Linked DNA regions of Gossypium hirsutum: region 1 is linked to region 2. Evidence: chromatin contacts called from public Hi-C data. All regions are on one chromosome and are shown on one strand. Each heading gives the region's core, a stretch centred on a gene start, on an enhancer-like site or on the middle of the called end of the contact. The rest is flanking DNA. Distances are from core to core; before and after follow the strand shown. Region 1 holds the start of LOC121214633 (ethylene-responsive transcription factor RAP2-4). Region 2 holds the start of LOC107910582 (probable beta-D-xylosidase 7).

What was found. Hi-C and Micro-C count contacts between places; a contact is called where the count stands out from the background.
Region 1: a contact with region 2 is called in a Hi-C map of leaf, with 4 times the contacts expected there. The contact joins the promoter of LOC121214633 here to the promoter of LOC107910582 in region 2. A contact is called at or near these places in 2 of 34 Hi-C or Micro-C datasets (both in leaf).

What each region holds. Positions count from the first base shown.
Region 1 is chrD02:14,425,430-14,430,898 of Gossypium_hirsutum_v2.1, forward strand. LOC121214633 (ethylene-responsive transcription factor RAP2-4) reads left to right here and starts at 2,192. Exons shown (of 1, transcript XM_041088479.1): 1 at 2,192-3,926. The coding sequence starts at 2,752. The coding sequence ends at 3,720.
Region 2 is chrD02:14,222,002-14,228,054 of Gossypium_hirsutum_v2.1, forward strand. It overlaps LOC107910582 (probable beta-D-xylosidase 7), which reads right to left and starts at 3,707. Exons shown (of 5, transcript XM_016838461.2): 1 at 3,115-3,707; 2 at 2,743-3,042; 3 at 2,381-2,648; 4 at 1,528-2,292; 5 at 353-1,453. The coding sequence starts at 3,606. The coding sequence ends at 885. LOC107910583 (protein DOWNSTREAM OF FLC) reads left to right here. Exons shown (of 2, transcript XM_016838462.2): 2 at 307-816. The coding sequence ends at 638.

The DNA.
Region 1 (5,469 bases), core at 942-3,441, 200 kb after region 2:
GTTTCATAAGGAATTAAGTTATTCAACTGCATAGATGAAACCTAAGTTTTTCCTTGTAACTCAATTTATTTTAAAAAAAATTCCCTGTAAAAACTCAAGTAATTCACACCAAAAAAACTAAAATTAATTTTAAAATCCGGGGAAAAGAAAATGAAAAAGGTAAAGTGTTTCCCCTATACAAACCCAAGTTTTCCCCATAAAACTCAGGTGTAAAACCCCAGGTTTTTGTCTTTTACTAGGAACAAGTTTAAAAACTAATTTTAGAAAATGAAAAATAAAAGGAAATTAAGAAAAGATAAAATAAATTTTCTCGTACAAACCCAAGTTTTTCCTCAGTAAAAAAACTAAAATTAATTTTAAAAAATAAAAGAAATTAAAAATTTTAATGATTTTTCATGTAAAAACCTATTTTTTCCCTATACACCCAATTTTTCGTTTGAACTAAATAAAACTAAAATTAATTTTAAAAAAAATTAAAATGATAAGATAAGTGATCAAAATGAAAACTTATTAAAATTAGGTAATCAAAATGAAAACTTACTAAAGTTGGGTGATTAAAACGAATGTACAATAACATTGAATTAAGAACTGGGTGAACAACTTTTAAAGGCAAGCTTAAAATGAAAATGGTTTTTAGCGGCAGTTTCTGAAAGAAAATTTTTATTTTGACATAATGACTTATTTGGCTCTTCAAGTGACAAAAAAATCATTTTAACCCTCCATTTAATTTTTTTCCTTTTTTAGCCATTAAACTTGTGTTTTTTTATCAAATCACCCCAAAATTGATGAAAAAGTTAAAGCTTTTTAACTTTGCTGATGTGGCATACACGTGGATTGCCACATGAATGACACGTCAATATTTAATTAATTTTAAAAAAATTAAATTTTAAAATTTTAAAATTTTAAAATCATTAAAATTATTTGAAATACTTTTTAATATTTTTAAAATTTTAAAAATTTAATTAAATGTTGACATGCTATACATATAGCAATTTACATATATGTCATGTCAGCAAAGTTAACAAGTATTAATTTTTTCATTCATTTTTGGGTGATTTGACAAAAAAATAACTTCAATGGCTAAAAGAGGCAAAAAATTAAATTGAGGGCTAAAATGATTTTTTTGTAAAGTTGGAGAGCAAAAAAATTATTATGTCTTTTATTTTCTTGTGCCAAAAATAAAAAATTTTGAAAATTAAGTGACTAACTATGTTATTTACCCTATTTTAAAATATCATTTTATTAAAAAAATAGGGAGAAAAAAAGCAATAACTCAAAGTTTAAACACAAGTAGAATGAGTAAAACCCGATTCGATTCGAAAAAATTAAAAAAAAATTGCATTTCGAGTTAATCGAATTATTTGAGTAAACTCAAATAAGTAATTTGAGTTTCGAGTTCGAATCGAGTTGAATTTTACAATTCGAATAACAAATTGATGTAAATTCCCTTTTGGTCACTGTAAAGTTTGAAAATGAGCAAATTGGTCTCTTTCAACAAAAATTACAAAAAAAATCAAAATAATTTTCAAAAAATTAAAAATAACTTTTAAAATTCAAAAAATTTATAAAAATTTCAATTTTTTTAAAAAATTATAAAAATTTCAAAAAAAACTATAAAAATATATAAAAAAAGTTAAAAATTAATAATTTTCTAGAATAATAATTTTGGAGACTTAAATAAATAAATTAATAATTCAAGTTTATCATACTAAAGTATTTATTTTTATTATTTTGCTTTAAAAAATTTTCAAATATATATAGTTTCAAATTTATGCGTTCTAATATGAAATTAGTTATACTGTAACAAGATTTTAATTTAACTCGAAAAATTTTATTTTATCCGACTAAAATTTTATTTTACTTGACTTGATTTGAATCGAATTAAATTAATAAATTATAATTTAACAACTCAATTAACTCGAAATTTTTTTACTCGATTCGATCTAATGTTTATGGAAGGAATGTCAAACATAGCGCAATTAAATCCGTGAGAAATATTACAGAGTGACCACCAACACCTGTAAAGAGCAGGACACATGTGTAGGAAGGAAGAATGTCCCCACGCGTTTCAAAAGATTATTGGTTAAAGCAATCAAAAGTGAGGTTAAAAGTCTTAACCCTGATTAAGAGAGTTAATGAAGGAGCCCAACCACTATATAAAGAGAAGGAGCTGAAAGGAAATCCCCAAGTGAGGCCGAGAGTCATTCACCCCAAATTACTTGAGAGAAAATCAAAGCAGCTCTTTCATCTTTTTATTCTATTCATTCTGTTTTCAAGATTTAAGCTATTGATTAATTCTGGGTTTTTCTTTGTGAACATTCTCCCTCCCCCCCCCCCCACATCCCGCTTCTCTGAATCCCTTTCTGTTAATCATCTGTCTTTGAAAATATAAAATCTGATATTTGGGTTTGTTTTTCAGAACTTAGACAAGGATTTCTTCAAAAGCCAGGTGTTTTCAGAATCGAGATCCAGCTTTTTTTAGTCTTCCAATATTTTTCACTTTCCAAGCAAAGTTTAGAATTTTTTTTTTGGTTCTGTAGATAAAATCAACTGAAAGGGTGATTTTTGGTCCCTTAAAGTTCGATTTTTAGACTTGATTTCGAGGGGTTATATATTTTAAAGAACCTCCTTGATTAATCCTTTTTTTCTTTTTCTGATTTTCAAACCTGTGCTTAAGTTTTGTCAAGAAACAGGTTGCTTTATTTGATTTTGTTTCTTCTTCTTCTTTATTTTTTCTTTTGGTTTTAAGAGATGACAGCTACAATGGATTTTAATAGTAGCGGAGCATTTCAATCAGATTTCTATGGAGGAGAATTGATGGAAGCACTTGAACCTTTTATGAAGAGTGCTTCTTCTTCTTCCCCTTCCCCTTCCCCTTCCCCTTCTTACAATTCTTTATCTTCTTCACAAACACAAGCCACTTTTTACCCAGCATTTTCAGGTCTGCAAGAGCCTCAACCTGGTTCAACTATTGATCTAAACAACTTAGACCAAGCTCAATCCAACCAAATCCAGGCTCAGTTCCATTTCCAAACCTACCACCCTAGCTACCTTTACCAAAATCCCCAACCCAGCTTCAGCAGTAACATTATGGTCAGGTTTATTAGCCCCAAACCAGTCTCAATGAAACAGATGGGTTCACCACCCAAACCCACCAAGCTTTACAGAGGTGTTAGGCAACGTCACTGGGGAAAATGGGTCGCTGAGATTCGGCTACCTAAGAACCGGACTCGCCTTTGGTTAGGCACTTTTGAAACGGCCGAGCAAGCAGCCTTGGCTTATGACAAAGCAGCCTATAAACTTAGAGGTGACTCAGCGAGACTCAACTTCCCTAACCTTCGCCACCAAGGTTCCCATATTGGTGAATACAAGCCTTTGCATTCCTCCGTTGATGCCAAGCTTCAAGCCATTTGTGAAAGCTTGGAACATGACCAAAAGCAAGGGAACAAGAAAAAAACATCAAAGGAAATGAAGAAGGACAAGGTTCAAGTGGCAACGCCTGAACCTGAGGAAAAGACAGTGAAGTTGGAGAACTCTTCATCTTCGTCTCCGGTTGTGTCGGAGAACGAGGTGTCAGCAGAATCTTCACCTTTATCAGATCTTACATTCTCGAATTTCAACGAACATTCATGGCCTGAATTTGGTTTTTCTTCGGAAAACTTTATGTTGTCGAAATACCCTTCATATGAGATTGATTGGGATTCTATTTTAAAATCCTAAAAGAAGGGTATGTTTCATTTCTTGTAACAGTTAAGCTCACTGCAATCGAGTTTTTGGTAGTTGCGGTGGCAGGTCAGGGTCCTTAGCCTATTGTATTTATAAGGAATTGGAAATGTTTCCCATGGTGGTCAGCTCGTTTTTTTGTACAGCTGAACCAAGGTAGAAACCTGTTAGTGTCAGTGTAATTGAATTTATCATCTTTTTTATTTACTACTTTGAATGACAATGTTTCTGAAAAATATAATTGAACTTGCGTGGAAGATTGTTGTAGCTGTACGTTGGATTGAAATGGACACAATTACCCTTCAATACAATGTTCCCTTTCATGCCTAATATTTATCTCATCTTCATTCTAAATTAAACTTCCTACTTCACAATCAAAACTTGAAAACACTCTTTAATTGGAAAAACTCCTAAAGATAAAAACTCTATTTTTCCATTATGGTTTGAAATATATCTAATTACTTTTATAAGTTTCTATTAAAAAAAATCTAATTAGTTATACTTTTTTAATTATTATTAAATTTCATATATTAAATATTTTTCAATTAAAATATGTAGGTTAATTTTAAAATATATTGTCTTAAATGATAATTACATTTTCTTTTGTCTTCTCTTTTAATTTTTTTTATACAAATGCATGTAAATATTTTAAACTAAATTTAATTTAATTATATATTATTTCTTTAATTTCATATTTAAATCCATTTCTTTTCCATTAATTTCTTTAAATAATAGTAATTAATTTTAGTTAAAATTGTAATTACTTCATATCAATGTTAATATATAAATGAATTAAGAATAAGTTTAAAATACATGCTTTTACTTAGAACTTAAAATTGTCAATGTACAGGATAGGGTCGAAACCTAAGCCTAAAATCAACCTACCTTAGCTCAACTCCACAGTTCTATTCATTATTTATATATTATAAAATGTTAAAATTATTTTATATTAATATTAATATATTTTTATAATTAAATTTAAATAAAAATTATTTTTAATTGTTTAATTTGAATTTGAGTTGAGCTAATTTGATGTGTGAAATTCTTTATCTAAAAGCTTTGACTAGGGTAGACTTAGAGTTAATTTAGCATTGTTTTTGAAAAGTACTTTTAAAAAGTGTCGTTTGAAAAGTTTGATTTAAGATTAAGTGTTTAATATTGCTATCAAAAAATACTTTTGAGAAATAAAATATCTATTTTAGACATGGTATTATAAAGTAATAAATATGTATTTAAATAATGTTCAAATTAGTTAATATTATGATATTTTAACAAGAATATAAAAATAATTTATTATAACTTGTTGTTAATATTTTAATATATGAAATATAAATTTTAAATATTTTAATTAATTAATATTAATTATTTATAAAATTTAATTAGAATATATAAATAATATTTTAAGTATTTAAATATAACCATTAAATATTTATAATTAGATATTAATACATTTGTATTATTTTAAAAATTATTTTTTAATTAATAATTTTAACACAATTGTATTATTTTATTTTAAAATGTAATTTGAATATATAACCCATATTAGATATTAACATAACATAGAAAACATAAACCTAACAAATTAAAATATTATATGTATTTGGATTAAAGTTTCAAAAAGGGGTAATATTTATATACCAAATATAAATTTTACAAATTTTACATTAGCATTTGCAATTAAAGTGAATTCATTAAACTAGAAGCTATAGCATATCTTGTTAATTCTATTTCAAAACCACTTGAATT
Region 2 (6,053 bases), core at 2,457-4,956:
TCTAAACATAAAATAATGGGAACAACCATGACATGTTGAACTGGAGGTCAAAATCAGTAGGCGGTTCAAAGATGCAAATTTTAATAGAAATGGGGAAACTTTAAGGTTTAAGATGATAATTTTGCTCATAGATTTATAAACCCAAAAATGTTGGTTCTTGGACATGGAACAGGATGTTGTGTATTGTTTAATGGCTGTCTTGCCTGGATCTTTCGTTCCCCTTGTCTGATCTATGTGATGTTTAATATCGGTACTTTGTCGTATTTGGTTCTGAATCTTGGTATACTGATATCATGTGCTTTGTAGATGCCATGGTTAGGTTGGTATGCTCCGACAGGAAGAGCGGCCAAGTTGTCTTCAAAAAGGAGGGATACACCGACAAAACCGGAAAATACCAGATTCGTGTATCCGAGGATCACTTGGATCAGATCTGTGATGCAGTTCTTGTGAAGAGCTCCCAGCTTGGTTGTGCCACAATGTCCCCCGGTCGTGAACGTGCCCGTGTTATCTTGACCAACTTCAATGGCATTTCATCCACCACCCGTTATGCCAATGCCATGGGCTTCATGGTTGACGAGCCTGAAGCAGGCTGTGCTGAGATGATGAAGATGTATCAGGAGGATGAGGAGGATGTCTAGTGTGTTGGTTTGGATTTATTTGCATATGAAATATGATGTTGTCTGCTATTTGTTATGTGAATTGCTCCGTTATTTCTACGTTTAGAGGACTTCTATAACTTATTTTTCTTACAAATTCTATTACCAATTATATAAACCTAAGCTATGGCTTCTATCTCGGAAGTATTTTTTTGGGTAATTGATGTTGTTTCAACTTGATGAAACTGCTGTTTATTTAGCAATAAGGTACATTAGCTATGAGTTGTATTATTTAACAACTTGAATCTCTGATTCTTTGTCTCCAATGCTCAATAAATAAGACCCTTCTTCAATCACCATCGAACCATCTTTCTTGGCTGAGCTAAGATGCTCACATGGCCTCAACTCAAATTCAACATCAGCTCTTTCCCCTGCGTTCAGGTTAACACTCTGGAATGCAACTAATTGTCTCACTGGCCTCCCATTGACCATCTTTGGTTGCCTCACAAATAGCAACATTGGATGCTTACCGGCCATCGCACCATGGTTTTTAACTCGAACCTTGACTGTGTACTTCATTTTTTCACAAACTTCGTCTCCCATCTCTGAAACAGGCAAGTACCTGTGAGGATTTGAGCTCTCAACCATTATATGGACCCTGTTTTGTGTTACAGGGAGAATTTCATAAGTGTAGTTCGAGTAGCTAAGACCATAACCAAATTCAAAAACCTTCGGTCCTTGGTAGAATCTGTAGGTGCGTCCGGGATAGCTGGATGAAGGTTCAGGTCGCATTCTCATGTCCGTCATCGGCACGTTAACATAACTTTGTGGATACCAAGTAACTGGTAACCTCCCTCCTGTATACAAATTTGAAGCTTACAAACTTAAGTATGCCTTTTGTTTATCATGCAAAGAAAAGAAATGAACTCACCAGGGTTGTGATCACCAAATATAATTTCTGCTAATGCACGACCTCCGGCTTCACCTGGATAACCGGCCCATAGAATGCTTCCGATGTGTTGATCATTTTTAGCGAATGATATGTCAACCGGACCTCCTGATAGAAGCACCAAAATGACTGGATTCTTGGCAACTCTTGCGATTCTAGAAATCAGGTTTTGTTGCTTTGGTGGAAGAAGCAAGTCTACACGATCATGATCTTCACTCTCTTGTGTTTGATCTAATCCCATTACTAACACAACATGATCTGCTCCTTTTGCTATCTTCACTGATTGAGCAATGAAGGCAGAAGAACAATTAACTGCATTACAACCTTGGTGAAACCTGGTGTCTTTAACATAACTTTGCAGCCCTTGCAATGGTGTAACAGGTTTGCAAGGAGGGCCTGCATAGTTTCCGACAAGTGTTTTTGCAGAATTCGCATTAGGCCCTATCACTGCAAGGGAAGTAGTTTTGGTTTTCGAAAGCGGAAGGAGTTTATCCGTGTTCTTCAGAAGGACAATGCCATTTCGAGCAGCCTCAAGGGCAAGATTCCGATGCTCTTGAGAACAGACCTTATCTGAACCAATGGTTCCATAAGGCTGTTTAACTGGATTGCCGTCGAAAAGCCCCAGCCTTATTCTGACTGAGAAAAGGTTATGAAGGGCTCTGTCTATTTTAGATACAGGTAATTTTCTCTTTTCAACAGCTGATTTGGTGTATTTCTTCAAATAGGTACCACAGTTGACATCCATTCCTGTAAAATTCGTTGATCAAAGGTTCATAACGATGATATTAACGTCCATCAATACAGCCTAGCTTTAGATATTAAAAAAAACTAATACCAGCTTTAAGAACATCAGCTACAGCATCCTCTGGTAGTTTAGCATATCCTTGATCTTCATGAATGATGGCGACAGCATCACAGTCAGAGGTGATGTATCCATTGAAACCCCATTGGCCTCGGGCTGTTTTCGACAACAGATTGTAATCAGCACAGTTAGGGACTCCATTAACACGATTGTAAGCACACATTATCCCACTAGCTTTCCCTTGCTGTATGCAGCTCTGGAATGGAGGCTGATATGTATCTGCCAGATCCTGTAAACTGACCTGAAATACACAAAAAAATGGAGTTTTCCAAATTCAAAGCCAATCAAACAAACAAATTATGTTACAAATTTTGACGTGTACAATTTACACATACTTTTGCATTGAAGACATATCGTTTCACTCCTTTCCAGTTATCCAAATCATAAGCAGTAAAATGCTTACAACAAGCTGAAGCTTGAAGATGTTGGCCAAGTTTCCCACCTTCAAAAGAGTCCCCTTGTATCCCTCTCACAAATGAAACTGCATATTTCCCAGAAACCAATGGATCCTCACCAGGCGTCTCTTGCCCTCTTCCCCACCTTGGATCCCTATATATATTAATGTTGGGTGCCCAAAATGTCATGCCCATTGCTTGTCCAGCGTTGTAAATAGCTCTAGCTTCTATTCCAACTGCCTGAAAACAATCATAAATTGAAAATATGAATCATAAAAAAAGATGAAAAAAAAGGGGTCCTTGAGGACTTGCCTGAGCAATGCGATACCAAAGGTGAGCATCAAAGGAAGCAGCGGTGAGAATGACTTGAGGGAAACTGGTGGCTGACTGGATTGTTCCATTGAAACGAATACCTTGCGTGACCCTCAACGAATAGGCAACACCATGCAGCGCTTCGGACCACCATTGATAGGCAGGGATGCCAAGTCTTGGAATGGAGGAGGCTGAGTTAACGAGTTGGGATATCTTCTCGTCTAATGTGAGCCTGGAAACCAGATCCTGGACACGTTGGGTGATGGGGAGTGTAGTTTTGCAAAAAGGGTAGGATTTGGTTCGTGGGTCGGATATGTCGCAGGAGAACGGAGGCTGAGTCGACTCAGCTAAGATGAGCAGCAATGAAGTAAGGTGAATGAGATAAAGGACGGATAGAGTTGGGAGTTTCATGTTGGTAAAGGTGACTGAATTGTTAGAGCAGAACTGGAACGAGCGAATAGACAAGGAAGTGGTGTGAGAGCTTTGCTGCATCTCTTGTCTAATGAGTTATGGGACCACTGTTACACTGAATGGGCTTTTGGGACCTTATTCTGTTACAAGATAATATCACGAGTTATTTTTTTAATTAAGATTTTCGTTTATTATGAATTAATACTTGAACCTAAAATTTCTTTTAGACGTAATTGATATCAAAATTTGGAAACATATTAATTTATTATTTTCTTTTAGGTATTTGACTATCATCATCATCAAAATACGTGGACATAACATTGATATCTAATAATACATGACAACCTTTCATTTTGACACATGATAAAAATAAAAATAAAAAATTATTTAAAAATTTTATCACATGTCATCATGCTATTGACTATTAATGTCATATCAATCTTTTTAACAGTGTTTTTAACAGTGTTAGTCAGATACCTAAAAAAAGTATCAAATTGATTTACAATTTTCAAATTTAGGTATCAATTAGGTAAAAAAAACAATTAACGTACCAAGTAAGTACAAGTTGCCAAATTTAAATAGTTTCGTATATATTAATCCTTTTATTACTATTTTTTTTAAAGATTTGTTACTAATTTTTTCAATACCGTCTATATATATATTGTATTTGTGGGTTAAAACACTAGCAAAAACTTATCAACTCTAAAATTATAATTACAAATAGTGAAATGCCCTTAATAATTTTTAATAAATTATTATATCATATTTTTATTAAAATCAAATAATGGTTTATTATTACTATTCTCATTAATATTAAAGTCATTATTAAAGTTCATCAATTAATTATTAAAATAAAATATATTATCTGAATTTTTTATTAAATTGAATATCAATTAATATTTTTATTTTTGTTTTGAATATTTTATTATTATAAAAGTGAATGTTCATTAGAATAAAAAGTTTGATATACATTAAAACTCTAAAGTTCATTAGGAGTAGAACTATATGTAATTTATACTTCTTATGTCTATAAATATAGACTTGGAGAAGTATTGCTCTCCTATTTTATTGATAAATAAAATAAGTAACTACGTTTGCTCTCCTATTTCTCTTATTTTTATTCTCTCTATTTTTTTATTTCATAACAATTTTGAAGTTGTTATAAAATAAAGGGAGACGGAGAGAATAAAGAACAAAAAAAATATGAAAGCAATAAATAATGTACTTTATTGATCAAAGGAAGGATTACAATACTTCATCAGAATATCTATTTATAGGCATAAGAAGTATAAAAGAAGTAGAGATCTAATTCTAATAACTATTAGAATTTAAAGTACATTAAAACTTTATCTTAATCATGATGGACATCCACTTAATAAGATATTCATATCACTCCCCATTGGATGTCCATTTATAGATAATGTACCTCGTTAAAACCTTATTAGGAAAACTTTGTGGGATAAAAACCTAATAAGGAAAAAGAGTACACAATCTATAATATGCATAATATGTTGCATTATTAAAAACCTTACCAGGAAAACCCAATGGGACAAAACCTCGATTAAGGGAAAAAGAGTGCAACTCATATTTACTTCCCCTCATGAAAGCATCACATATTTTGTTATATTCTACGTATTCAATCTTGAATACTAGTTTTTCAAATGTCTATTTGAATGTATTTGCTAAGCATTTATATTACCATTCTTTTAAAAGTCATGAGTGAGAGAAATTTGGGGAAATATATTTTGATCTCTTCAAGAGATTCAACAATAATCATAACAAACTTTAATCATGATTCTTTTATAAAAACACAAATAGGTATTTTGGATCATTTTATAATCCTCCTTCAACTACTATTCACTAAGTCAAATTTGCCACATATGTTCAAATTATTTCAATTTATATAAATGAACAATTTATTGAGAATTTCAATATGCTTCTAGCATCCTAAATTCTTCAAGGATTTTAATATAAACTTTACTATATAGTGATTCATAAAAGGTTATAACAATAACCATTAGACGCAAGTTAAATCTTTTATGAATTGTCAATTTAATAATATATCTAAAGGTTATTACTTCCACCACAAAAGAATATTATATCTTTTCATAATCAATTTTTATTCTGCTTTTGCAAAACTATTTCAATTGCACCCTCATTGGCTTTATACCTTTCAATATTTGGACTACTGGTCCAAAAACTCCACGAATTTAATTGTACTTGAGTTGCGTCTTTTTATTTCGATCAATTTATTCCATATCTATATTTCTCAATAGATTAATTCAAGATCTTCCTTTTATTTCATTATTTCAATAATAATATTGCATACAAAATAATTGTCGATCATATTTATTATTCGGTTCCACATTTTCTCGAATTGACGTAACTTATTGAAATCTCTTATTTTTATCATTTTAAAGTTTAGTTTCAAGTACCTGAATCTCTTTTGAAGTTTTACTTATTAGTTATGTCTCGGGTCTCTTCTAGAGCATCCGCCTCCACTATATGACCATCTAAAAGAATTTTCA